Linked DNA regions of Pan troglodytes: all the other regions are linked to region 4. A link is a contact called in public Hi-C and HiChIP or PLAC-seq data. All regions are on one chromosome and are shown on one strand. Each heading gives the region's core, a stretch centred on a gene start, on an enhancer-like site or on the middle of the called end of the contact. The rest is flanking DNA. Distances are from core to core; before and after follow the strand shown. Region 1 overlaps TAF8 (TATA-box binding protein associated factor 8). Region 2 holds the start of CCND3 (cyclin D3). Region 3 holds the start of TRERF1 (transcriptional regulating factor 1). Region 4 holds the start of MRPS10 (mitochondrial ribosomal protein S10).

Evidence for each region. A called contact is a pair of places that touch in the nucleus more often than the background predicts. HiChIP or PLAC-seq counts read pairs in DNA pulled down with a chosen protein or histone mark.
Region 1: a Hi-C map of induced pluripotent stem cells shows a contact between it and region 4, with 2.3 times the contacts expected there. The contact joins the enhancer-like site here to the promoter of MRPS10 in region 4. A contact is called at or near these places in 1 of 7 Hi-C or Micro-C datasets (induced pluripotent stem cells) and 1 of 1 datasets of contacts at active chromatin or transcription factors (stem cell-derived excitatory neurons).
Region 2: an H3K4me3 HiChIP or PLAC-seq map of stem cell-derived excitatory neurons shows a contact between it and region 4, with 2.6 times the contacts expected there. The contact joins the promoter of CCND3 here to the promoter of MRPS10 in region 4.
Region 3: an H3K4me3 HiChIP or PLAC-seq map of stem cell-derived excitatory neurons shows a contact between it and region 4, with 4 times the contacts expected there. The contact joins the promoter of TRERF1 here to the promoter of MRPS10 in region 4. A contact is called at or near these places in 1 of 7 Hi-C or Micro-C datasets (stem cell-derived neural progenitor cells) and 1 of 1 datasets of contacts at active chromatin or transcription factors (stem cell-derived excitatory neurons).

Annotation. Positions count from the first base shown.
Region 1 is chr5:47,966,366-47,973,111 of NHGRI_mPanTro3-v2.0_pri, forward strand. The region is part of intron 8 of TAF8 (TATA-box binding protein associated factor 8); the gene reads left to right. Among named protein-coding and RNA genes, the nearest start is that of TAF8, 38 kb to the left of the region's middle. Within about 2 kb of position 4,391, at least 3 of the 24 cell types and tissues checked have an H3K27ac peak or open chromatin away from gene starts, as enhancers often do. A contact at or near this core is called in induced pluripotent stem cells, where this site is marked.
Region 2 is chr5:47,926,266-47,932,919 of NHGRI_mPanTro3-v2.0_pri, forward strand. It overlaps CCND3 (cyclin D3), which reads right to left and starts at 4,184. Exons shown (of 5, transcript XM_016955479.3): 1 at 3,791-4,184. TAF8 (TATA-box binding protein associated factor 8) reads left to right here and starts at 5,836. Exons shown (of 9, transcript XM_009451254.3): 1 at 5,836-5,898. The coding sequence starts at 5,854.
Region 3 is chr5:48,339,238-48,345,610 of NHGRI_mPanTro3-v2.0_pri, forward strand. It overlaps TRERF1 (transcriptional regulating factor 1), which reads right to left and starts at 1,897. Exons shown (of 18, transcript XM_063813036.1): 1 at 1,696-1,897; 2 at 852-936.
Region 4 is chr5:48,102,425-48,108,736 of NHGRI_mPanTro3-v2.0_pri, forward strand. It overlaps MRPS10 (mitochondrial ribosomal protein S10), which reads right to left and starts at 4,320. Exons shown (of 7, transcript XM_518474.9): 1 at 4,177-4,320; 2 at 606-670; 3 at 446-518. The coding sequence starts at 4,224.

The DNA.
Region 1 (6,746 bases), core at 3,141-5,640, 140 kb before region 4:
GCCTGGAGAGATCGGTGACAAGTCAGCCCACCTGGCTGCTGAGTAGTTCAGCTGCCGTCTGCACCCAGGCATTCTGCTCCAGAGCTGATTGACGCTGTTGCCTCACAACTGTTCCTGTTTTGAGGCTTAGTGACACTGAGCACTGCTGTGTGCACCACCCACCCATGCATTCAACTGGCCTGTAGGTGGGAGGAGAAAGGAAGCTAGAAATGGGACCAGTTAAGAGAGGTGATGTGGCTGGGCACGGTGGCTCACCCCTGTAATCCTAGCACTTTGGGAGGCCGAGGAGGGCAGATCATGAGGTCAGGAGTTGGAGACCAGCCTGGCCAACATGGTAAAACCCCGTCTCTACTAAAAATACAAAAATTAGCCAGGCATGGTGGTGCGCGCCTGTAGTCCCAGCTACTTGGGAGACTGAGGCAGGAGAATCGCTTGAACCCGGGAGGTGGAGGTTGCAGTGAGCCAAGGTTGCGCCACTGCACTCCAGCCTGGGCGACAGAGCGGGACCCCGTCTCAAAAAAAAAAAGAGGGGTGATGTGAGGCAGGCTGAGGGCACTGATCACAGCTCATGTTCATTCCTTGATTAAGTAGATAGGGAGAAAAAAAGCTTTCATTAAGGATTTTTTATTTATTTATTTATTTGTTTTAGAGACAGGGTCCTGCTCTCAGGCTGGAGTATACAGGCACTATCATAGCTCACTGTAACCTAGAATTCCTGGGCTCAAGTGATCCTCCCACCTCAGCCTTCCGAGTAGCTGGGATTACAGGTACACGGCACCATGCCCAGCTAATTTTAAATTTTTTGTAGGGATGGGGTCTCCCTATGTGGCCAGGCTGGTCTTTAACTCCTGGCCTCAAGGGATCATACCGCCTCAGCCTGCTGAAGTGCTGGGATCACAGTTGTGAGCCACTTTGCCCAGTCTTATGAAAGGTTTTGATCTGTTTATGAATGACGGCTTTGTAACAGTGTTAAGGAGACTAAGGATTTCCTGGTAGGTGAAGAGTGAGGATCTTGTCAAGGGAGATGCCGGTGACCTCCCTCACTACCCCTGGGGCTCCTAGCAGAGATGAGCTGAGCAACTTTTGGTCTGATCTAAGGTGGCATTTCTGCTGGATTAAAGCTTGTGTTCCCATGTGAGTTAGGCTGCCCTAACAAAAAGTCCCCAAAATCAAGTGGCTTAAGTCAGAGGCATATGGCTTCTGTGAAAGCTGGGTGAGTGGTCCAGGCCGTCTGGGTGACTTGGTGGTGTCAAGGTCCCTTCTGCCTCTTGACTCCTCTGTCACTTTGGGTGCTGCTTGCATGACGGAGTATGGTGGCCACCCCATCTGCTGGGCCCAGATTCCAGCGTTGGGGGAGAAGGGAGGTGTATGAGGGCAAACTTTCACCTTGCTCCTAAGCAGGACCTGGAAGCTGCACCCTCCTAGTAATACGAACCCACCTGGCTGCAAGGGAAGCAAGGAAATGTGGTCTTTACCTGGGTGGCTCTGTCTAGGTAAAATTTGGGAGCTTTGTCACCATGGGAAGAAGGAAAAAGTGGATTTGTGGGACAGTTGGCAGTCTCTGTCATAAATGAGGTTTGAGTGTGTATGCCCAGGAATGTCTTGTTGGGACAGGCAGCAAGCCCTCTACTAACAATGCACCCCCTGACTTGCACCATTAGCTCTCCCAGCCCATCCCAGAGGCCAGCAGGTAGGTGCTCCTCCAGGATGGGGGCCCCTCAGTGGGGTCCAGCCCGCTTCTTTTGCTTCTGGCATGTGACTGTGCTGGCTGCCCCTTCCTTCTTCCACATTGTTCCTTTGACTTCCATGACACTGCCCCACTTTCCTTGTTATTCTTGGCCTTCCTTTTCTTTCCTGGCTCTTCCCTCCAGTCCTCTTAGCCGTGGATGGTCACAAACACTCAACCGCTGTGTATGCATGGAGATGGCTCGTCTGCTTCTCCACCTCCAGCCATCATCTCTCCAGGATGCCTCGGCATCCAGCTGTCTGGTGATACTTTGATTTCAACATGGCCAGAGTTGATCTCCCCTTTCCCAAAAACCACTTCCACTCCAAAGCTTTCCCACTTCAGACAGAGGTTAGAAACAGTGAGGATAACGGCAGCTAACCCTCGAGTGCTTACCTTGGCCTGGGACCTCAGGCTGGATGGCACGATCTCATTTTCCCAGCCCCCCGCTTGGTCCCCTGGACCAAGACACTGAAATCAGTGACAAGACAGTCACTGAATTTTGCCCCTTCTTCCTTCCTGGCCTGTCTGATGCTGCCTCCCCACGTGGCTGAGCAGGTACCTTGCTCTTCCCCAGCCTCCATCCCTGCCAGGGCCGTCTTCCCATAAGCCCTCACCTTGTCTTCTCTCCCCTGCAGTAGGACTTGCAGTTCCTCCCTCCTGCTTTTCACTCCAAGTCCAAATGGCCCAGCCAGGCTTCTGAGGTCCTCTGCCAATTCATTGTTTCTTTTGGATAATTCATTTTTCTTTTCATTTATTAAATATCAGTCTATCAATCTGGGCATGCCAGGCGCTGTGCCAGTTCTGAAGATAGCATGACGAACAAGACAGACATGGGTCCTGCCTGCAGGGAATTCATTCCAGTGGGAAGACATACAAAGAAAACAAACCCAAAATTATGACAGACAGTGGAGGGGTGCTAAGAAGGACAAAAGCGAGGGTCTTCACGCCCTGAGAGGAGGCCATTTTCATCACTGCTGTATCCCCTGCCTTTGTTAGAGCTCTTCCTCCCCATCACCTCCTAAAATCTTGCCTGACTTTCCAGCCTCTGTAGCCTCTCCAGATTACGTTGATCCTCCCCTTGTTCAGTCACTCATTAAACAATTTTTTTTTGAGACAGTGTCTCTGTCGCCCAGGCTGCAGTGCAGTGGTATAATCTCATCTCATTGCAACCTCCGCCTCTGAGGTTCAAGTGATTCTTCTGCCTCATCCTCCTGAGTAGCTGGGATTACACATATGCACTGCCACGCCCAGCTAATGTTTGTATTTTTAATAGAGTTGGGGGGGGGGTTCCCCCATGTTGGCCAGGCTGGCCTCGAACTCCTAACCTCAAGTGATCTGCCCGTCTCAGCCTCCCAAAGTGCTGGGATTACAGGAATGAGCCATGGCTTCCAGCTCTAACATTCAACAAACACTTATCGAGCTTCTGCTACACACAGTGTTGATACAGATGTTGGGATACAGCAGCGACTAAAACAAGGTTTCCCCTCCTGTGAGCTTGTGGGCTAGCTGGGGGACAGACAGCTCACCAACAGCATGTAGCAGGATGAGCCGCAGACAAAACTCCTCAGACACCGAGTTAAAGAAGGAAGAGGTTTATTTGGCCGGGAGCATCGGCAAGACTCCTGTCTCAAGAGCCGATCTCCTTGAGTGAGCAATTCCTGTCCCTTTTAAGGGCTCACAACTCTAAGGGGGTCCACGTGAGAGGGTCGTGATCGATTGAGCGAGCAGGGGTACGTGACTGGGGGCTGCATGCACCGGTAATCAGAACAAAACAAAACAGGACAGGGATTTTTACAATGCTCTTCCATACAATGTCTGGAATCTATAGATAACATAACCAGTTAGGTCAGGGGTCGATCTTTAACTACCAGGCTTAGGTCAGGCAGGCCCAGGCCTGGTTTCGGGTCTGGTTCCTAGGCACCGGGCTACCTGCATTTAGTTTCACTTATTTTTCCTTTTCTGAGTATAAAACAATATAAGAGGGTCTGTCTCTCTTCTCTCAAACAGACCTGTCATGTCAGATGGTGAATTTAGGGTCCTGGAAGGAAGGTGACAGTGTGCCTGGGTTGGATGTTTGAGGAAGGTTTAATGAAGGGATTGCTTCCAAAGGTGCAGGCAAGGTCCAGGGGAAGCACAAGGGTTGATGTAGCACGCGGGCTGGGAACAGGGAAGGGGAGGGACAGCTAGAACCTGGGGAGAAGCCCATGGGAGAGGCTTCTGCAAGAGCCCAGGCCTCAGGTCCAGGAGCCCTGCCAGCACACAGAGCCCTGCAGGGAAAGAGCCAACCCGGCTTCTGTGAAAGCTCACCTCACTCTCCTTCCCTCCTCCCACACTGTCCTGCCGGCTCTCTGCTGAATGGAAGCCAGGGGGGACGGGGTCTGCTGATGTGGGCCATACCAGCGCCAGCCTGCCAGGGCCTAGGAGGGTGCATCCGGAGGGGCGGATGAAAGAAATGATTGCCACACAATAGGGCAGCAGGGGAAGGAGCACTTGCTGCAGGGGTTGCTGTTTTGGGAGGGGTGGGAAGGAAATTTCTCTTTGAACAGAGCCCTGAATGCTTTGAGGGGCTGGCCACATGGAGAAGCATTCCAGGGAAAGGGGACAGCAGGCATACTGCTCTGAGGCAGGAGTGTGTGTGACTTCACCACAGGAGGCCGGGTGTCTGGAGCAGAAGGAGCAGGAGAGGAGTGGGGCAGGGGTCGGGGAGGAGCTGGGCCGCACCTGCAAAGCCTCATGGGCTTGATGTTATTCAGATGGAGACAGATAGAAAGGGAGTGACAGGAGCTGACTTAGGATCATTCTGGCTGGAGCAGGTATGGGGGATAGTATTTCTCTTACAGTCAGGTCCACATAGTTTGGCATTTGCCAAACACGATTCAGTAAGGGGACAGCTAGCCACCCTAAGACCCGGGGGAGGTTAGTCCTGGCCCCAAGAGAGCCGGCCAGCCTGTCAGCAAGGCCAAGTGTGACTCCTCACCATAGCCTGAGCCTGTACCAAGGGAGAGGGAGGAAATATAAACCCGCAGATGACTCCCCTCCCCCAGGGAGTTAGCAGTGTAGTCAGGGAGACAGGCAAACACACAGGAACCTGTTTTAACTCCATTCACCAAGACAGAGGAGAACAACTGTCATTGGAAGTTTGGACTTTAGGACTTAAGTACTGAGGCCGGGCACAGTGGCTCATGCCTGTAATCCCAGCACTTTGGGAGGCCTAGGCGGGCGGATCACGAGGTCAGGAGTTCGAGACCAGCCTGGCCAACATACTGAAACCTGGTCTCTACTAAAAATACAAAAAAATTAGCTGGGCGTGGTAGCAGGCGCCTGTAATCCCAGCTACTCCGGAGGTTGAGGGAGGAGAATTGCTTGAACCCAGAAGGTGGAGGTTGTAGCGAGCTGAGATCGCACCACTGTACTCCAGCCCAAGCAACAATGTGAGACTCCGTCTAAAAAAAAAAAAAAAAAAAGGACTTAAGGGCTGAAGCCTGTGCCAAGTTCCGAATGGGGTGGGGTTAGCAAGTGAAGCTTCAGGAAGAGGTGAGTAAGGAGCGGGAGGGCGGAGATGGCGTGGGGGAAGGTGGGAGGGCAGGTGAGGGGGGTATTGTCTCACCCAGCCTGCGGGGACTCAGCCACTGAACTGGGGTGTCTGGGGTGCCCCAGCACAGCTCCTGAGGCTTCCGAGTCCCTCTTGTAATATCTGTTTTGAGAGTGTCAGCTGAAACCAGCCTTCTCCCTTGTAAAGCCAGCAGAGGCTCCCTCAGCAGCATTGGCCCTCAGATTGTCCCTCCCCCAGGCAGGTTCAGTTTGGGAATGCCAGCTCCGAATCAGGGTTGCCCCCCGGAAGGAGTCACTGGAACTGGTGGGTCCTCCTGTAGGTTTCTCTGGAGGGTCTTTCCCATCATGGTCGTCTGGGGTCCAGGGTTGGAAAGGGCCCCGCGCCAGCTCCTTTACCCAGTGAGTTCTTGATGATCTTCAGAGGCTCTTAAATAGACGGTCAGTGCAAAGCCATAAAAAAGATTAGAATCATGTCCTTTACAGCCACATGGATGGAACTAGAGGCCATAATCCTAAGCGAATTAACACAGGAACCCAGAAAACCAAATACTGCATGTTCTGTCACTTGTAAGTGGGAGCTAAACATTGAGCACCCATGGACATAAACATGGGAACACTAAACGCTGCGGACCACGAGAGGAGGGAGGGAGGGAGGGAGGGAGGAAAGGGCCTCGGTAGGCAACCTCCCTGTTGGGTACTATGCTTACTACCTGGGTGCAATATGACCGTGTAGCCAACCTGTACATGTATCCCCCATATCTAAAATAAAAGTTGAAAAAAGCAAGATTTATAAACAGAGATGTGCATCATAGCTTTATTTATAAGAGCAAAAGACTGGAAATTAGCTAAATGTCCCGCAATGGAGAATTATTTTGTTTGTTTGTTTTTTGAGACAGTCTCGCTCTGCTACCCAGGCCGGAATGCAGTGGGACAATCTCAGCTCACTGCAACCTCCGTCTCCTGGATTCAAGCGATTCTCCTGCCTTAGCCTCCCGAGTAGCTGGGATTACAGACACCTGCCACCAACCCGGTGAATTTTTGTATTTTTAGTAGAGATGGGGTTTTGCCATGTTGGCCAGGCTGGTCTCGAACTCCTGACCTCAAGTGATCCGCTGGCCTTGACCTCCCAAAGTGCTGGGATTACAAGCGTGTGCCACCATGCCCAGCCCCCAACAATGGATATTTATTAATAAACGATTATATATCCATAAGTTTCAATAATGTGGAACCATTAAAAATTATGTTTTGGAAGAGTACTTAATGAAATGGAAAAATGTCAATTGTATATTAAATGAAAATATCAGGATGTAAAAATAATGTGTATACTATGATTAAAATATATTGTACATAAATTCATATACTAAATAAATAATAAATAGATGGTCAGGGGCTTCAGAGGCTCTTACAAGTAGCTTTGTGGGTACAAGAAGAACACCCTGAGCCTTGTCAGTTTTTGCCACAATAT
Region 2 (6,654 bases), core at 2,934-5,433, 180 kb before region 4:
ATTTGACCTGACCTCTCACCTCCTGCATCTTTTTTTAACTTGGCTATCTTTTCTTTCTTTTCTTTCTTTCCTTTTAATTATTTATTTATTTATTTGAGACGGAGTCTCACTCTGTTGCCCAGGCTGGAGTGCGATGGCGTGATCTTGGCTCACTGCAACCTCCGCCTCCCGGGTTCAAGTGATTCTCCCGCATCAGCCTCCTGAGTAGCTGGGATTACAGGCCCGTGCCACCACGCCGGGCTAACTTTTTTTTTTTTTTTTTTTTTTTGTATTTTTAGTAGAGATGAGGTTTCACCATGTTGGTCAGGCTGGTCTCGAACTGCTGACCTCGTGATCCACCCACCTTGGCCTCCCAAAGTGCTGGGATTACAGGCGTGAGCCACCATGCCCGGTGGCTATCCTTTCTTAAATACATTAACTTCCAAGGAATCCTTTCCAATTCTATCCCTCTCCCATACTAGCAGCAGCATTTAAAAAAATCCCTTTATATTTCAGCCTCCCTGTCTCAGTGTTTGATATATTAGGAAAGTCAATGCTCAGACTGAGAGTTAATTCACGAGTAAAGAGCCTAGACTTTGAAATCAGATAGATCCTTGTTCAACTCCAAGCTCTGCCACTTACTAGCTAAATTACTTTGAGCAAGTTTGCCTTTCTGAGCCTGTTTCCTATCTGTAAATTGGAGATAGAGGTGTTTACTACCTAGAGTTGTGGTGAATAAATATTAAATGAGACAGTACAGGTAAAAACTTAGGGACAGCTCCCACAACACCATTCAGCTCCTAAGTGGCAATTACAGCCACATTCCTCTGAGTTTAAAGGTTGTAGGAAATGCTTTGGGGAAGAGAAAAGTGAAGGGGCCAAAGAAGAGACTTTCTGGAATTAGCCTTTCTCAACCTGCACGAATCCCAGGTGAATTCCAACAGATGGGTAACTTGTTCCAATGCCATTTCTAGCAGTGTCTGTTGCCACCCCTAGAAAGGGGCAGGCCTTGACAGCTCTTTGAAACTTGAGGATTTAAAATTTAAATGTCTTTGAGGGCAAGATAAACACATCTACTGCTCAGCAGGGAAAGGGAAACTTGGCAGGGGCCCCAGAACTTTCCCCACCCCCAGCCCTCCCTAAACTTCCTCTTGTGGTTTTTCAAGAGTACAACCTGTTCTCCACAGCCAAGCCAGTGCCTGGGGCAGGGGGCCAGGGCGTGCCAAGGGCTCCGCTGCACCCCACCCTACCAGCGAGTGAGGGAGGAAGGTGCGTGCGTGGGAGAAGAGCAGCTTGGAGGTTTATAGTTCTTAAGGTTCACATCCTGCTTACCCGTTTTCTCAGTGCAGCCACCCTCCACCCAGTTCCCACCCTCGACTCCCAGCATCAATACCCATGCCCCCAACACACATCCCTTTCTCAAAGACAGATGCACGAAGTGCTTTGACTGCAGGCAGAGAGGGACCGCCTCAAGGCCTCCCCAAACCTGTGGGGAGGGCCCTTGTAAGAAATTTAAAAGCGTTTCAGAAAGGAGGTGGAAAAGGGGCTGGAATCCATGGAAACTGTCCTGTGCTCTCGCTTGCATCACCAGCATTATCCCAGCCTGTCTGGAGGGACTGGGTAGGATATACAGATGCAGCTTTGGAAGCAGGAGCTGTGGGAAAGAGAGGTGTGAGCATCTTAAGCCTGGACCCACTCCTTGGCCATCTTCCTTACTCATCTACCAAGCTGGAATGCACATCTAGAATGTGAGCATCTCTGCTATTCTTAATTCCCAACAAAAGAGGTGTCTTGGTTTCCCAAATCCCCAGATTCTGGCACATCACGTCCAAGTTGAGAAGTTCTTTCTTGAATATAATCTTAGTTCATTCCTCCCAGTTTATTCATATTCCCCCTTTCCCTTTGAGTGAGGCTTACACAGGGGAAAACATTCATACGTTTGTGTGCACGCACACACGCGCACGCACGCACACACACACACAGCCATCAGGAAAGGATACCAGCTCTGTGCAGTTCCCACAACCCTATTCCAGGCCTGCTGGGCTCACTGTAAACAGTACCAGCCTATGGCTCAGCTAACAGATGGCTGTATCATCCAAGATACAGGACCACAGACTCCCTTTAGGAAACTCCTAAGTTCCTGGCTCAAGTGCACATTTTTTGTGGTCAGCGAAGGAGGCAGGCTAGCCTAACGGTTAAGAATAAAGCCTCCCAAATCAAGTGACCTAGGTTTAAATCCCAGCTCTGCCATTTGTTTCTTGTGTCTGAAGGAAGATTACTTATCTCCAGTGCCTGCGTTTCCTCGTCTATAAAATGGAGAGAATCCTAATGCCTACCTCATAGGACTATATTAGGAGGTTTAAATGAGATATGATCTCTAAGCCACTTAGAAGAGTACCTGACAGTGTTATGTAACTGTTAGCTAGTATTCTAAGCCCTTGAGGGAAGGGGAAGCCGGAAGGAGAAGATGTTTGGGACCATGGAGGTCATGATCTCAATAACTGGCATAGACTAGGACTCTGCTACAATTATCAGAGGCTTTCAGTGTTAAGTTCCAGGGGAAGAAACTCTGATTTGATTACCATGACATCCCCAACAGCTGTGGGAATAGCCTGTGCAGATGGAGTATGGCCATAGCAAATAGGTGCTGAATGAATTCATAAATTGCTGTGTCAGTCATTTCCCGAAGGAGCCCCAGAATTGAACGGCCAGAAGAATCTGTGAGGAAGCAAAGGGAGATCCACTTCTCTATCCACGTCTGGTCCCAAAGAGAAATGAGGTGGTAGGCAGAGGGCAAGGACTCGTCAGAGGAAACAGTCTCAGAGTCCAGGGATGAGGAGGGGGTGCCCAGGATTGTGTGGACCGTCACATCACCCCCAGGTGGACCCTCCCAGCTGTACCCAGCTGGGAATTCCTGGGTTCTTGGGACCCAGCCCAGAAAACTGCCTTTTCTGGGATTCATCCTGTTCATTCCCTTGATGGTTAGACAGTGGATTAAAGGGAGCAGGAATTGTTTCTGGGTCACCCCTATATTCCAGTGTCCAACACCACAGCTGGGGTTCAATCCAGTTCTGTGGAATAAGTGCCCCCAAAGATTTCCATGCTTTTCATCCTTCTGAACCCAACTCAAATGTCCTTTTCTCTCTGAAGCCTTCCCAGCCACCCCAGCCAGTGTACTTGGCGTCTATGTCTATTGTTTTGTGATCCATATTAGCTGTGGATGAATAACATCATTGCACCCTCAGCATTCCATATAATGCCAGGCACATAGTAGGTGTTCAATCAATGCAAATGAGTAACTTAATGCTCCCTTAGTAACAGCAACCAATTTATTCAGTTATTCCTCTTGTTGGCACTTCAAGAGACACAGAAGAAGCTAAGATCATCATCTATGTATCAATCAGACACCACTGAAGGGTCCCTCCCTCCAGTTTCATCCCGGTGCACTTGCCAGAGCACTCACAGACTCCCCATCCACACTGGTCTGCCCTCCTACTGGCCTTCCACCCCATCTTTGAGGCATGAGAAGACCAACAGCCCGGTAAAGCCACGGGGCTTCCAGATCAGCTGGAGGGGGTTGTGCCGATGTGTGTACATACAGAGGGCTCAGGGCCTTTGGGGGTTTCTCTGCCCTTCAATTCTGTGCAGAACACCTCACTCAGTGGGAAAGTGAGCCAAGCTTTCGGTGCCAACTGGGAAGTGATGAGGATGCGGCGACCCCATTGACCCACCCAGCGCCGATCCCCAACGCATGGTCTCCAGCCTGAGCTGACATCCCATCTACCCCGGTTTCTCCAGCACCCAAGCCTACCTCCTCGCCAGGTGACCTCCCCGGAGCACCGACTGGGGTCGCAGGCGCTCTGTCCCGCCGCCTCCGGAGCCTGCCTTTGGGGAGTGGGGGTGGTCGCAACCACCAGCCGCGAGGAGAGGATTGCACCTCTCCCCCCCGGCCGGCATCCGAACAGAGCCAGTCTCCACCCCTGCAGTGGCGAAGTGTTTACAAAGTCCGCGCCGCGCCGCCGATCCAGAGCTGGGCAGGAAGTGGGGAAGAGGGGGCGGAGGAGACAAAGGGGCTGGTGCTCTGCTCAGCCAAGTTTCGGTCCCCGGCCTGACTCTCCCACCCCCTGTACACCCTCGGCGAGGCCAGGAGGCTCATCCGGCGCCGCGCACCCCCGCTCGCAGCCCCCGCCCCCCGCGGCATAGGTGCGGGGACGGGGCGCCACGGAGGCTCAGGTGTGGGCGGCGGGGCCGGGGCAGCACGGGTTCCCGGACCGCTGCCTCCCGGCGTTGGCAACTCCTCCACGTGCTATCCAGGAAGTAAACAACATCATGAGGAGCGACTTCTTTTTCTTTTTTTGAGACGGAGTCTCCCTCTGTCGCCCAGGCTGGAGTGCAGTGGCGCGATCTCGGCTCACTGCAACCTCCGCCTCCCGGATTCAAGCTATTCTCCTGCCTCAGCCTCCCGAGTAGCTAGGACTACAGGCGCACGCCGCCACGCCCGGCTAATTTTGTGTATTTTTAGTAGACACGGGGTTTCACCATGTTGGTCAGGCTGGTCTCGAACTCCTGACCTGAGGTGATCCACCCGCCTCGGCCTCTCAAAGTGCTGGGATTACAGGCGAGTGCCACCTCGCCCGGCCGATTTCTTGAGTTTTACTACACGTCAGGCACTGTGACAGACTCTTTCTGTGTATCATCTCATCTTTCCCCCAGTTTTACAGAAGAGGAAACTGAGACACACTGAGGATTAAGGTCAAGTGCCCGCAGTACCATAGCTGGCTAGTGTTAGGATCCAAGCCCAGAATCTGCGTCCTGCCAGGCACCTGCAAATGGGGACGAACACGGCGCAGCCAGAGGGAGAAACCCACTAGGTTTCTCCCTAGGCGCAGCTAGGGAGAAAACCACTGGCAGCCGCGGGCACCCCACGCCCTGGGAGTGAGGCGACAAGGGACAAGTCTCCCGCCCCCTAGACTTGCCTCGCAAATATTTGCGGGTCGAGGGCGCGAAGGCAGCAGGATGCAGCGATAGACTTGGACTAGGTGGTCCAGGCTCTACTTCCAAGTGGGCCATTGACAGGTGGGGCGGCCCTCAGCACAAAATCACCAGGCTGGATGCTCCGGGGTTTCCCAACATTACTCGCTCAGAAGAATCATCTGGGGAGCTCCTTAATGAGAAAGATTCCCAAGCCCCTCTTCCAGAGAGTGAAGTCACTGGGATTGGGCTGGGCCCAGCCAGGTGTTACTAATAATAAGACAAGTTTGGAAAACCCTGCGAGTGTAGATGACCTCCTGGTATGCTCTTTATAAGAACCGATTTTCATATTAAAATAGGTTTCTTTTAACTCAGTGAAACCGGGCGCGTTTTCCTGGCCCACAACCAAGCCACTGAAGGCCCCAGAACACTTCACTCTCAAAAGGTCACGTGAGGCTGGCGCGGTAGCTCACGCCTGTAATCCCAGCACGTTGTGAGGCCGAGGCCGCGGACTGCTTGAGCTCAGGTGTTCGAGACCAGCCTGGCCAACATGGCGAAACTCGGTCTCTACTAAAAATACAAAAACTAGCGGGGCGTGGTGGTGCCCGCCTGTAATCCCAGCTACTCCGGAGGCTGAGGCGGGAGGATCGCTTTAGCCTGGGAGGTGGAGGTTGCAGTGAACCGAGATCGCGCCATTGCACTCTAGCCTGGGAAACGGAGCAAGACTCTATCCAAAAAAAAAAAAAAAAGTCACGTGAGCCGGGGTCACCGGAGGCGTCCCCCAACCGACTGGGCTTCGGAAAACCAAGGGGCGCACGCCGCCCCGCCCCGCCCCGCCCCGCCCCGCCCCGCGACTACAAGTCCCATCGCGCCCCGCGCTCGCGCACACTACGCCAGAGCAAGATGGCCGACGCGGCGGCCACAGCTGGGGCCGGTGGCTCCGGAACGGTAAGGGCAGGGAGCGCGGGCTCGGAGCCGAGAGAGTTTGGGTATCCTGCAACTTTCCCCTCGACTGAGCAACAAGATAATGCCCAGAAATTCAGCCGCATCATGAGCTCCGACTGGCGGAGGGTGTTTTCAGGCCGTAGGCGCCCCCTCCTTGGGACTTGGCTGCGGCCTCCGGAGTTGGCGGACCTGTGTCTTGATTGGCTCGTTCGCTGTTGGGGGTTGGGAGCCCGGAACACCCCCTGATTGGTCTGAAGATGCCGTTTTCGCCTTCTTATTGGCCGGCCAAAGTTGAAAGGCATTCCCGTTTCAAAATATTTAGCTTTCTTACTTTTTTGTGCTTTTATCTTTTTGCCCTCGTCTCCTCGCGGTCACCTCTTGTTACTGTTTTCATTTTCCCTTTCAATGAAATGGTGTGAAGATGGGAGGCACAAGAGAGGGATCCTGTTTTTTTCTGGGGGACACGTCTTAATCCCATCATGCGTGTTTCTTCAGCTATGTATTCTAATAATCTGCTAAAGTACAAAGTAAAAGACCTGCTATTTTATCTCATTGGGACCGTACGTTTTAGGTAAGCGGAAAAGTGGTCTCTGTATTTAAAGCACCTTGGGTGCTCAATTTTTACTCAGTTGGCCAAGATCCGTAAATCTAAACATTAAGCACTGATTTTTAAAATAAAATTATTTAGTAAAATAACTTTGCTTGCCGTTGACCACGTATGAACTATGTGATTGCATCCTTCTCCTGTGGATGAAAATC
Region 3 (6,373 bases), core at 647-3,146, 230 kb after region 4:
AGATATTTTTTAATGAACTCTTTAGCCACTACAGGGGCGGTCATTCCTAAGCACGACTTCCACGCACTTCACAAGACAGCCCAGGCCATGCTGAATTGAAGCCATCCCCTTCAGTACGGGCACTTGCCAAAGCTGCGTCTAGTCTGGGGAAGAGTTTCCACAAAGCTGGCTCTAACAGGCCGGCAGAAGACACACGGAGGAACCAGAAAGCGTTTTCTTGTAACCTAAGGATGGCAGGCGCACATGCTCCAGTCCAGTGCTGGCCAGAGGCTGCCTGCCAGGTGCTCTCGGCCTCCGCTGGTGAAGGAGTGGTTTGGTTGGTTTTTAATATCTGTTTCTTAAGACCACCGGCAGTAACTTCCCAGTCTCCCAAACTGAAGTTGGGGAGTGAAGGAACAGGTTTACCCCCTTACACATTTCTCCCATCTGGGTGGCCACACTAACTTCTGGGGAGTACCCAGCCCCCACAGAGCCCGCAGGCGCGTATACATACACATATGTATCATGTCAAAAACCCCAAAAGGCAGAGTCCTGCGGTTTCTTAGTTGGAGAATGAAGCCTTTATAACATCACAACCTCAAATGCAAGCCCACCATCACTACCTTTAAGCCAGGGTTGCCAATTATAGCGCCCACCTCATCCCTCCCCCTTTGCTGGGATGCTGTGCAGCCCGGAGAGGGAAGAAGGGAAGAAGGGAGAAGGCCTGCTTGCATAGTGAAAGTAAAGGGGGGGGGAGACTTCTCCTTCTGTCTCCCCACTCTTCCCTCCCCACTTCGCCCCACCCCCGTCTTCTCGAGGAGCATCCCCAAACTAATTTTTTAAAAATGAAACTTAATAAGCTTCTTGCCTACCTTGGCTGTTTCTGCAACAAGTGCATGGGCAATCCGACGAGAAGACCAGTATCCGCTTGGGGGGTGAGATGGGGGGCGAGCAGAGCTGATGGAGTAATTTCAATATTAATTTATGTCAGCCGCCTTCTCTCAGCGCTACTCACTTACAGTACTGCCCTCAGCCTGTAAACAAATATCGCTCCGCCAGGAAACATACTCCCCAGATGCAAGCCCCTCTCCCCAGCAGGGAACCTGGCCCCTCGTCCCCCCGACAAGAGTGTGCTCCCCCACCCAGGGTAGGAAGCTTTGGGTTTCCAAAGCACCAACCCACCACCTCCTCCACCACCCCAGCAAGAAACTTACTCGGTCCGTCTACGCCTCCACCCTCCCTTCAGGAAATCTACTCTCCATATGCATTCAGCCTCCCCGCAGGAAATCTGCTCCCCCCTCCCCCCTTCTATATACATGCACCCCTCCCTCTCCTCCTCCCCATGCGCCCTCCCCGGCCAGAAACTTACTAGTGAGCAAGCGTGCAGGCTCTCCTGATGCTGGAAACTTACTCCCAGATATAGCGCCCGCCAGCCCCCTTTCCCAGCCCTGCTCCCCTTCCTGCCCTCCGCCGCAAGCAACTCCAAACTCTCCGCATCCAGCCGTTCTCCCTCCCCGGTGGAAATTTGCAGCGCCGGGCTGCGCGCGTGCATCCACCCTCCCCTTCAGGAAACTTACTCCCCATCTGCATGCACCGCCTCTCAGCCATCGCTTAGAGGGAAGGGGGTGTGCTGGGGAGACAGAAATACATATGTATCTCTCGCCCCTCCCCCGGTCGCAGCCCACTCGGGGCCGAGCCGCGGTAACCTGGCCTTACCTTTGCATTGCTCCCCATCCTCGCCCCCTCCCTTAACCCTCCTTATCCGCTCCCCGGTACCCCCCTTTTTTCACCCATTACCCACCCCTAGCAACCGTTCCCAAGCTCCTCTCGGCCTTTTTTTTTTTTAAATCCAGGATGCAAATTCCTCCCTTGTCAGCAAATCGACTGTCAAATTATTTTCTTGCAAAAGGAGAAAGGCGGGGTGGGGGGGGGGGAGCAGGAGCAAAAAGAGGGGGAGGGCGGGGGAAGGGAGGGAGAGGGACCGAGGAGGGGAGAGATATCCCTCCGCAGAGCTGGGTCTGGCCGCGGGCGGGGAAGCAGGAAGTAAGGTGTCCAGCGCCGCGACCGGCTGGTCGTCCGCCGCGGCCCCCGCCCGCGTCCCCTTTCCCCCGGGGCGCAGCGCTCCGGCGGGCGCGGGCCGCCCGGCGCATTGTTCGCAGCCTTCGCGGCGGTGCGCTGCTGACTTTATTTGTGCGCTTTGCGTGTGCGTGAGGTTGCACCTTTTGTAGGCTGGCGAGTCTCTGGACGAGGATGGGACGGGGGACACGGGCCCAGTTGCGGCCCTGCGCGAGCGGGACCTGTCAGCCCTGAGGTGCAGCGGACTCTCCGGCATGGCCGGAAAATCGAGGCCGGGGAGAAGGCAGCGTGGCCGGGAAGCTGCCGCCTTAAACCCGGACCAGTGCAGGATTGCTTCCTGCGTAGCCGTCCCGGTTATTGTAACACGCTTTGCAAGCTAACGACTGGGGTTTGTGAGGGGGTTTGTTTATTTTTCTAAGGGTCTGCAAAGATGCCGAGGTCGAGGCGGGCTGCGAGGAGACGGTCCGCGCCTACCCCCACCGCACCCTGGCCTCGGTGGGGCTGGGGCTCCGGAGAAGGGGCTGGAGGTTCGCGAAGCGCGCGTCTCCATCCCTCCGCCCCGATGGGGGCGGGGAAGGGGTGCAGTAGACCACGCTGGAAGAGCAGCTCTCCGGGGAGGGGTCTCCCTCGCTGCGGCAGGCGCAGCAGGCCGGGGAGGGGAGTTGCCTAGGAGAGGGGCCGGGCGGCGGAGGGGAGGGGAGGAGAGGGGGCGCGGGTGCAGCCGCCGCGCGCGCTCGCCCCTCCTCGCGCGCCATGACTGTGGAACGTGGTGCCGGGGAGGAGGGACGGCCGCCGGGGGCCGCCCGGGGCTGCTCGGCATTGGTGCGGAAACCCGAGCCCGGAGTCGCTCCCTCGCGCTGTCTCCTCCTCCTCCTCTGCGGGGGAAACCGCTGCACCCAAACCGGGAGCAGCTGCGAGCAGGGGGCAGGGCGCGGGCTGAAAGGCGAGCCAAAGGTTCAAACCTCCGCGGCGCGGGCGGGGGCGGAGGGCAACAGCAGGACGGCCCCCAGGTCCCGAGAAGGCGTGGCAGTGGTCGGCCCAGGTGTCAGGGAACCTGGCCTGAGACCCCTGCATTTCCAAGCTTCTTTCCTGGTCAGAGGAAACGTGAACCAAAGGTAGTTCAGCTAAACAGACCACCTCGAGCCGGGTTCGAGGCATCTGTCTCGAGGGCAAGACAGTATTTTTTGCACGACAGAAAGTTACACCATCCATTTTTTTCCGTGGGGGAAATCGTTGCGCCCCTTCCCCCAAAATGTCGCGCAAGAGGAATGACCTCCCGCTACCCAGACCTTCGCCAGTGTCCCCCACCCCACCCCCACCCGGGCGCTGGGTGTGGATTGGGCGGAGGGAGGCTATATGGGAGCTTAAAGCATGAGATCATGAGCGGAGGAGACTGCTGCCAAAAGCACCCGAGGTTTTTGTGTTTTTTGAGGGGTAACGGTTCTCCATCTTCAGCAGTGGAAAGTCCTCCCGCCTACCCTACCAATTCTGGGGCACGTGGACCAGAGAGTCCCTGAAAAGAGGAGGGGACCTGGGCTATTTCGCTTAATGAGCGTTTGGCGCGTGCCCAGCCTTTATGGAGCCCTTCCACATAAGCAAAGAAAGCCGGGGGACGGCGCACAGTGTTGCGGCGACTGGGAAAAGCTTCAGATGCTCGATGTCCCCCGCCCTCTTTCCTCAGTCCTCGGTCATCTTCCAAGTGGGCTGCTTTCTGCGATAGCTTCCTGTCCCCCTCCGACCCATTCCTCCCAAGCGACTAAAACTCCTAATGACATTATTTTAAAGCCTTCAAAACCCTCTTCCATTGCCCTTAGAATAAAGCCAAGTTGTGATTTCGCCTCTACAGACCTCTCCACCCGCCCAGCTCTTCCTCGGATATTGTAAGCCCCGTCAAGCTTTCTTTGTTCAAGGGGTGGAGGAGGGGGCGCCTAACCTTTCCCCTTCCACCTCTTCTTACTAACTCCTGCTGGACCTTCAAGATTTGACTCAACTGTCAGTAACTTCAAGATGCCTTCCTGAGGGTACACCCAGGTCTCTACCTCAGGGGAAAAGACCTACCCTAGGTCTCCTGGCAGCAGCGCTGTGGCCGGAGTTGGCCCCAGTGGCGGCCTTTTTCCAAGCGGAGGAGGAACAGCCAAGCTAAGCTTGACCACCGTCACCGCCCAGGGACCTGAGCGGGAGCTGGCTAGGACAAAACCTCAAAACGGGACTTGGGAAAACCGCACCGCCCAGAAAACTCAGCCCCTCCACCTCCCTCCCAGCACACACACACACACCCTTTTAATCTAAAACTCCTCCCCGGGGCAGATAAGGAACCTATTCCGAGAGTTAAGTTAATTGCCCCAGGTCAACGTGAAAATTCACAGCCTGTCTTTCCAGCTCCTAAACCAGAAGCTGCAGAGAAGGAAGGATTTGGGATTTGCGGCTACACAGCCAAGGACGCTTTTGTCATCTTCAAAGGTCCCCCTACACCCTACACGCTTGGCCCGCTCTGTTCATTGCCAACAGAGTGATGGTAATGCTAGATGGTTAGCTCTGCAGGCTCTGACCTTAGGCAAATTAACCGCTTGGTTCAATTTCTTTGCCTGTAAAATGGGAATGATAGTATTCATATCATAGTGTTATTGTGAGGTTTAAATGAGTTATTTTATGTAAGGCCTTAGAGTTTAAAGCAAGTTACTAATATTTGTGAATAGGGTTGTGTATCCTCCCCCGCCCCCCCTCCCCCCACACCTTCCAAAGGACTCTAGAAAATCAGATCCTCAGAGTCTTAGCTGATTGAAGCATCAGAAAAATATCTATGGGGCCAGGCGGGGTGGCTCACACCTATAATCCCAGCGCTTTGGGCGGATGAGGTAGGCGGATCGCTTGAGCTGAGGAGTTTGAGACCAGCCTGGACAATGTAGAGAGACCCTCTCCACGTTTATTATTAAAAAATAAAAAATTAGCCAGGCATAGTGGTGCATGCCTGTAGTCTCAGCTACTGAGGAGGCTAAGGCAGGAGGATGGCTTGAGCCCACGGGGTTAAGGCTGCAGTGAGCAGATTGCCCCACTGCACTCCAGCCTGGGTGACAGCGCAAGACTCTGTCTCAAAAAATATATAGAGAGAGAGAGGGAGAGAGAGAGAGAGAGAGCACCAAAAGGACTGGGAAACACCGGCAGATGCACAGACAATGCATCCCTGATTTTACCAATAGACTTGACTCCCAACAATGCATACTCTTGAAGGCAATCCACAGGTTGAATAAACCAAGTCCATGAGCGCTGGGTCTGGAATCTTTCTACAATCAGGGTCAGAAGGAGGGTGACCGAAATTAAAATATTAGCTTGGATCTTTGAAATCAGAGTCAGGCTGAAAAAGTCCCAATCTTAGTTCAAAACCTGTCCTGCATGACTGAAGCCCTCCTAGGGCTGCACAAAGTATAATGGAATTATTATTATTATTATCATCAGATCCTAGTCTTACCATTCTCAGCACTTATCCCCATAGCAAAAGACCATTTTTAAATGTAATTTATTCTTTTGGAATAGGTTGAATGCATTCACATGGTTCCAAATTCAAATAAACAGCAAGAAGTCTCCCTCCCACCCTGTCTGCCACCCACTTGGTTTTCCTTCTCTGGAGGCAACCTGGGTTAGTGGTCAGAAGATGCATTTAACTGTTTTCCAGCTGAGGCCTTGTGAGAACTCCTCGGACACCAATTTAAATCTTTATGTCCAGAACTCCTTTCTCCAATCCAGGTAGAGCCACTCCCCTATCCTATCCCCACTCCCACCCTTCCCCCCTTCAGCCTCAATCCTAAGCAGGCTCTATTAACAATGATGAGCCACCATTTCCTCGAGCTACTAACAAATGCAAATGTTTAAATACTTTGTGGTTCTTTTTCCTCTTCTACATTAATTGCTAACATTTATCGAGTGCTTTCCATGTGCCACGCACTGTGCTAAATACTAGGCATGCATATTCTTATTTAATCTGCCCCAAATCTTCATCATTATCCTTATTTACAGATGCAGACAGAAATGAAAGTTCAGAGAGATTATGTAATTTGCACCAATTTGCATCCAGGCCAACCTGAATCCAAACCCTATCTCTTTTTACTTTTTCTTTCCTTTTTTTTTTTTTTTTTTTTTTAAACAGGGTCTCACTCTTGTCAGCCCAGATGGCATGCAGTGGCACAGTCTATGGAGGCAATCAGGGTTAGCAGTCAGCTCACTGTGGCCTCGACCTCCCAGGCGCAAGTGATCCTCCCACCTCAGCCTCCCCAGTAGCTGGGACTACAGGTGTACGCCACTACCCCCAGCTAATTTTTGTATT
Region 4 (6,312 bases), core at 3,070-5,569:
ACCAAGTTCCTTCTAGATGTTTATTATTTGTGCTAACGCATTTTCTCACTGTGAACAATAAAGCACTGTCCAGGCCCAGGCTCAATACACAAAATGAAAACAAAGACTTGAAGGCTACAAGAAAAATACTTTTCCATAACATAACATCAAGTATTCTACATCACAAATTCTGACAACTCTTCCATTATGCCAAGCTAAAAGCAAGAGACTACTAATTAACACAGTTATTTGGGGGTAAATAATTTATTCCTTTAGAACTTACTTTGATACCCTGAAGACAATATAATCCAGGGAGTTAAGAGAATATATGCGTTGTGCATTTGCCAGTATTCTAGGACAAAATTTTTTTATTCATAGAGTGTTTGGGGAAAAAAAACCCAATGAAATAATAAGGAAAACCTATTGCTAAGGTAGCTCCTTATACCAAGAAACAGGGAGTACATACCACAGGTTTGGTCGAATCCTTTGGAACATCAACGTGTAGGTTTGAAAACTGTACCCACTTCATATTGGTACTGCTATGTGTGGGGAAAAAAAGAGAAACCTAAGTAAAATAGCACAAGAACCTATTTTGTTCAATTTAGCACATCCAATTGTATACTTACAGAAGCAAGCCACCATTTTTGGCTGTATTGCCCTTAGAGGTGTTTACAGAAAAATTCCCCAATGCCTAAAGAAAAAAAAAGTAGGACATGTGTTAGAATTAAAGTCAACTACCAAACCATTCATAATTTCCACTAAAAACTAAAAGGTTACCTCATTATTTCAGATGAAGATACTGGGGTAACTAAAATGGCCAAATTAGATTAAAAAAAAAAAGAGGACAATGGTAGAGCTGATGATAAAAAAAAAAGCAGTCTCAAAATACTAGAGAATCTCTATTTTAAAGATTAGGAATAAAAACTTTTTCAAAAAAACAATTCTCACATTTAAAAAAAGCTATGAATTATGTGGACATCAAGAAAAAATGTGACTTCATTTTCCCATTATTTTTTACAAATTAATTGTACTTCAGTATAATACTTATTTTGCCTGAATATCTTTAAGCAATAAAATATATTGTTTTTATAATTTGTTAAGAGTTGGAATAAAAATTCTAAAGTATCCCTCTTTTGATGCTTTCATACATCTTTTAAAGCATACATATTTCTTAGCTTGGCTGGGATAACTAGCTTATAATGAACTGAAATATGTGCTGTGACTTATACCCATCATTAACTACTATGCCACATGCTACAACGAACCCACATTTCCAAATCCTTTACCATCAGCTCCCCCTGGTGGAACAAGACTTTCCAGTTTTAGGAAACAAACGATACTACTACATATAACAGCTGTTTTTTCCTTTAAACTTTTCTGAGATTTTGAAGTGTAACCTGAGAAAGTGGAAACACAATAGGATCCCTAAAAACACAATGAAGATGAAAATAAGGCCAGGTGCCGTGGCTCACACCTGTAATCCCAGCACTTTGGGAGGCCAAGGTGGGTGGATCACTTGCGGTCAGGAGTTCCAGAGCAGCCTGGCCAACATGGTGAAACCCTGTCTCTACTAAAAATACAAGAATTAGCCAGGCATGGTGGCGGTGCGGTTGTGATCCTAGTTACTTGGGAGGCTGAGGCAGGAGAATTGCTTGAACCCGGGAGGCGGAGGTCCAGGCTGGGTGACAGAGTGAGACTCCCTCTCAAAAAAAAAAAAAAAAAAAAAAAAAAAAGAAGTTTAGCATAAGTGAAGTTTCATTAATACAAATGATTGTCACCTAAGTATGTTTTTGTTTGTTTTTTCAGGGTTTTTTTGAGACAAGGTCTCACTCTGTTATCCAGGCTGGAGTGCAGTTGCATGATCATGGCCTGGACCTCCCAGGTTCAGGTGGTCCTCCCACCCCAGTCTCCCAGATAGCTGGGACTACAGGCACGGGCCACCAGGCCCAGCTAATATTTTGTACTTTTGTAGAGATGGGGTTTCACCATATTTCCCAGGCTGGTCTTGAACTCGTGGGCTCAAGCGATCCTCCAGCCTCAGTGTCCCAAAGTGCTGGGATTTCAGGAGTGAACCACCACCTAGCCACGTTTTAAAAGCCTATTCTTAGCTTATTGTCCTTCCTCTCCTTACCCAAGATAGAGACAAATCATAACTCTATAATCTTCTTTGCACCAAAGGGGAAAAGGAAAAAGGAAATCAGGTACAACACAAAGTGGTAAGAGGTATGTGCCATTCTTCGGACAAAATTGCATAGAAAATTCCCTCCCAACAATTACACCAGTGACCCCACAATCGAATTGTGCAAGAGGAGCAAGAATATTACACTTCTCAGTCACATTCTCCCACTATAAACCTCTGCTTTTTCTTTTCTTTTTTTTTCTTTTCTTTTCTTTTTTTTTTTTGAGACAGAGTCTTGCTCTGTCGCCCAGGCTGGAGTACAGTGGAGCATTCTCAGCTCACTGAAACCTCCGCCTCCTGGGTTCAAGCAATTCTCCTGCCTTAGCCTCCTGAGTAGGTGGGATTACAGGGGCCCACCGCCACACTCAGCTAATTTTTGTATTTTTAGTAGAGACGGAGTTTTGCCATGTTAGCCAGGATGGTCTTGATCAGGAGATCTCGTGATCCGCCCACCTCGGCCTCCCAAAGTGTAGGGATTACAGGCGTGAGCCACCGTGCCCGGCCAAGAAGTTTTTAAATTGCATTTTTTCTTTGTATTTCTTGAGAGAGAGAGAGAGAGAGAGAGAGAGAGAGAGAGAGAGAGAGAGAGTGTGTGTGTGTGTGTGTGTGTGTGTGTGTGTGTGTGTGTGTGTGTGTTGGGGGAGTGGTGGTTTGGAAGGGAGGGCTGTCTGGGTAAATTTGTCTTAATAAAGCAGTTCAAAAATTTCAATCTCTAATATCATCTGACTTTTCTCAAGAACAGTGGTTTTCAGGCCGGGTGCGGTGGCTCAAGCCTGTAATCCCAGCACTTTGGGAGGCCGAGGCGGCCGGATCACTTGAGGTCAGGAGTTCGAGACCAGCCTGACCGACATGGTGAAACCCCGTCTCTACTAAACATACAAATATTAGCTGGGCATGGTGACGCATGACTGTAATTCCAGCTGCTCGGGAGGCTGAGGTAGGAGAATCACTTGAACCCGGGAGGTGGAGGCTGCAGTGAGCCGAGATCGTGCCATTGCGCTCCAGCTTGGGCGACAAGAGCGAAACTCCGTCTTCAAACAAAAACAAAAACGGTGGTCTCAAAGTGTAGTCTGAGGACGTCTGTGGGGTCTGAGACACTTTCAGGGGATCCGGGAAATCAAAACTATTTTCATAAAACCAAAACGTCATTTACAACTTTTCCACTCATTCTCTTACCAGTGTACAGTGAAGTTTTCCCGTGACAGCCTGAGGTGTGATATAGGAAAAGATTAAATACAGAAGCAGATTTGAATCTAGCTTTTATTAAGCCAGAAATTAAAGAGAGCTGCAAAAATGTAAAACATTGCTGCTCCTTACTCAGTTTGTTCAGAAAATATATTTTTCATAAAGTATTAGTTGTAACATGTAATGAGTTAGTGTTACTTTTAAGTCAATATATATTCTTAAGTTTTATTTTCCAAAAAGCTAAATATAGATAGCAAAAACCCACAAAAACAAAAGCTCTCTGGAGTCCTGAACTCCGAAAGTGTAAAGTGGTCCCAAGGCCAAAAAGCAGGAGAACCGCTGCTGAAAAGTTTTTGCTCCTCCTGCAAATAACTGCGCAGAGGATATCTAACCCACTCCTCTGGCTTGAGACCTTCATCTAAATTTGGATGCCAGGAAAGCATCTCAATTTAGTTCCATGGGAAGAGTCTGAGATCTTGCACCAGCTCAGCCTCTAATTTTCGCGAGGCAAATTTCCTGTCTTCTCTGAGCCTCAGTTTATTTTGCAAGCGTGAAAGGAGGGGTTTTGGAACATACGAAGTACAAAATCTTTTCCAGCTCTGACATTCTACGATTATTCTTGTTCCTATCTTTGCCTGGACTCACTAACTTATATTTAATTCCATGAGAGAATTCTGATAAAACCAGCCCCTTTCTCGTCACTTTCCTGTAAACGGCGCGAGGTGAGGGATAAATATCAGGAAAAATCCTGATGGGCAGAGCGGCTGGTGGCAGGGAAACTTAAAAGCAACTATCCCGGTCAGCCCTCCTAGTCTCCCTAGCCAATCCAGTACCTGCCAGAGGCGCCGGCACACAGCCCCGAACGCTGTCCGCGCCGCCATCTTGCCGGTCCCGACCTCTCAGGATTGCTTCCGGGGTTACAGCGGCGTCCTCAGACCATAGAGTTCCGCAAAAGAAGAGAGTACATCCTCATGTTCCGGCGCCGGAACAACCATAGAGACATGATCCTGTGCTTTTTGGGGGCGGGACAGTTGGCTGGCCGAGGCTGGTTTTGCTCCGGCCAGTGTCTGGATAGTTACCGAGCCCTATTAATGTTTTCACCTTTAAATTGTTGTGTGTGTATACACACACACACACACACACACACATTTATTTATTTACTTATTTTTTCCTTTTAGAGACTGAGTCTCACTCGGCTGCCCAGGCTGGAGTGCAGTGGGCACAGTCATAGCTCACTGCAGCCTCAAACTCCTGCCTCAAGTGATCCTCCTGCCTCAGCCTCCCAAGTAGCTGGACTACAAGTGCGTGCCACCACAGCCGACTAATTTTTTGTTTTTTTTAAATTTTCTTGTAGAGACAGGGTCTCATTATATTGCTCTCATTATTTTGTGGGCTGGTCTTGAATTCCTGTCCTCAAGTGATCCTCTGGCCTTGGCCTCCCAAAGGACTGAGATTACAGGCATGAACCACAAAGCCCGGACTGAAACTAGTGTATTGACACCATTTACTTCAGTACTGGAATAATGGGTGATTTATTTTCCTATTTTTGCATTTTTCAATTTTTTTTGCATTTTTCAAAATTTTAACAAAATCTATATTTAACAAGAAAAAGAAAAGTCGGCCACTACCGTTGGGTCCAGTTGCCACTCAGTTACCTTATTGCAGCGGCTTTCTAATTATGGTTCTTAATCCTTTCTTCCTTCCCCACACCAATTGGAATTCCTGTGCTCCAACCATTTTGTATACCGCTGTCCTACTGATCTTTCTAAATTATTCATTTCCTTATGTTACTCTAGTATTTAGGAATTTACAATGGCTAGCTTCACTTACAACAAGCCAAAGTGTTTTGTCTAATTATTAATGTCCACCATAATTTTTTCCAAGTAAAAAGATGTATAACTGGGATTTGCTGTAATAAAAACTTCTTCAGGCTGGGTGCGGTGGCTCACACCTGTAATCCCAGCACTTTGGGAGGCTGAGGTGGGCGGATCATCTGAGGTCAGGAGTTCGAGACCAGCCTGGCCAACATGGTGAAACCCCATCTCTACTAAAAACACAAAAAATTAGTGGGGTGTCATCGTTGTGTGCCTGTAGTCCCAGCTACTCAGGAGGCTGAGGCACGAGAATTGCTTGAACCCGGGAAGTGGAGGTTGCAGTGAGGCAAGATCGTGCCACTGCACTGCAGCCTGGGAGACACAATGAGACTCTGTCTAAAAAAAAAAAGAAAGAAAGAAAAGAAAAGAAAAGGCCAGGTGCAGTGGCTCGGCTCACACCTGTAATTCCAGCACTCAGCACTTTGGGAGGCCAAGGCGGGTGGATCACCTGACGTCAGAAGTTCAAGATCAGCCTGGCCAACATGGCAAAACCCCGTCTCTACTAAAAATACAAAGTCAGGCATGGTGGTGTGCACCTGTAATCCCAGCTATTTGGGAGGCTGAGGCAGGAGAATCTCTTGAACCCGGGAGGCAGAGAGTGCAGTGAGCCGAGATTGAGATTGTACCACTGCACTCCAGTCTAGGGAACAGAGCGAGATTCCGTCTCCAAAAAAAAAAAAACTTATTCCATTTGTGCAAATCTTTAAAAATTTATTTTTATTTTTCCTTTTACTTTCTCCTCATCTTAAAGTCTGCTTCTATAATACTATATTGTCTTTTGTGTGTGTGTGTGTGAGACAGTGTCTCGCTCTGTTGACCAGGCTGGAGAGCATTGGCTTGATCATAGCCCACTGCAGCCTCAAACTCCTGGGGTTAAGTGATCCTCACACCACAGCCTCTGGACTATCTAAAACTACAGGTGTTTGCGACCATTTTTTATTTTATTTTTATTGTTTTGTAGAGACAGAGACTTGCTATGTTGCCCAGGCTGGTCTCAAACTCCTGGCTTCCAGCAATCCTCTCACCTTGGCCTCCCAAAGTGCTGGTTTTACAGGTATGAGCCACTGCACTTGGCCCATTTGTTCACATTTCTAA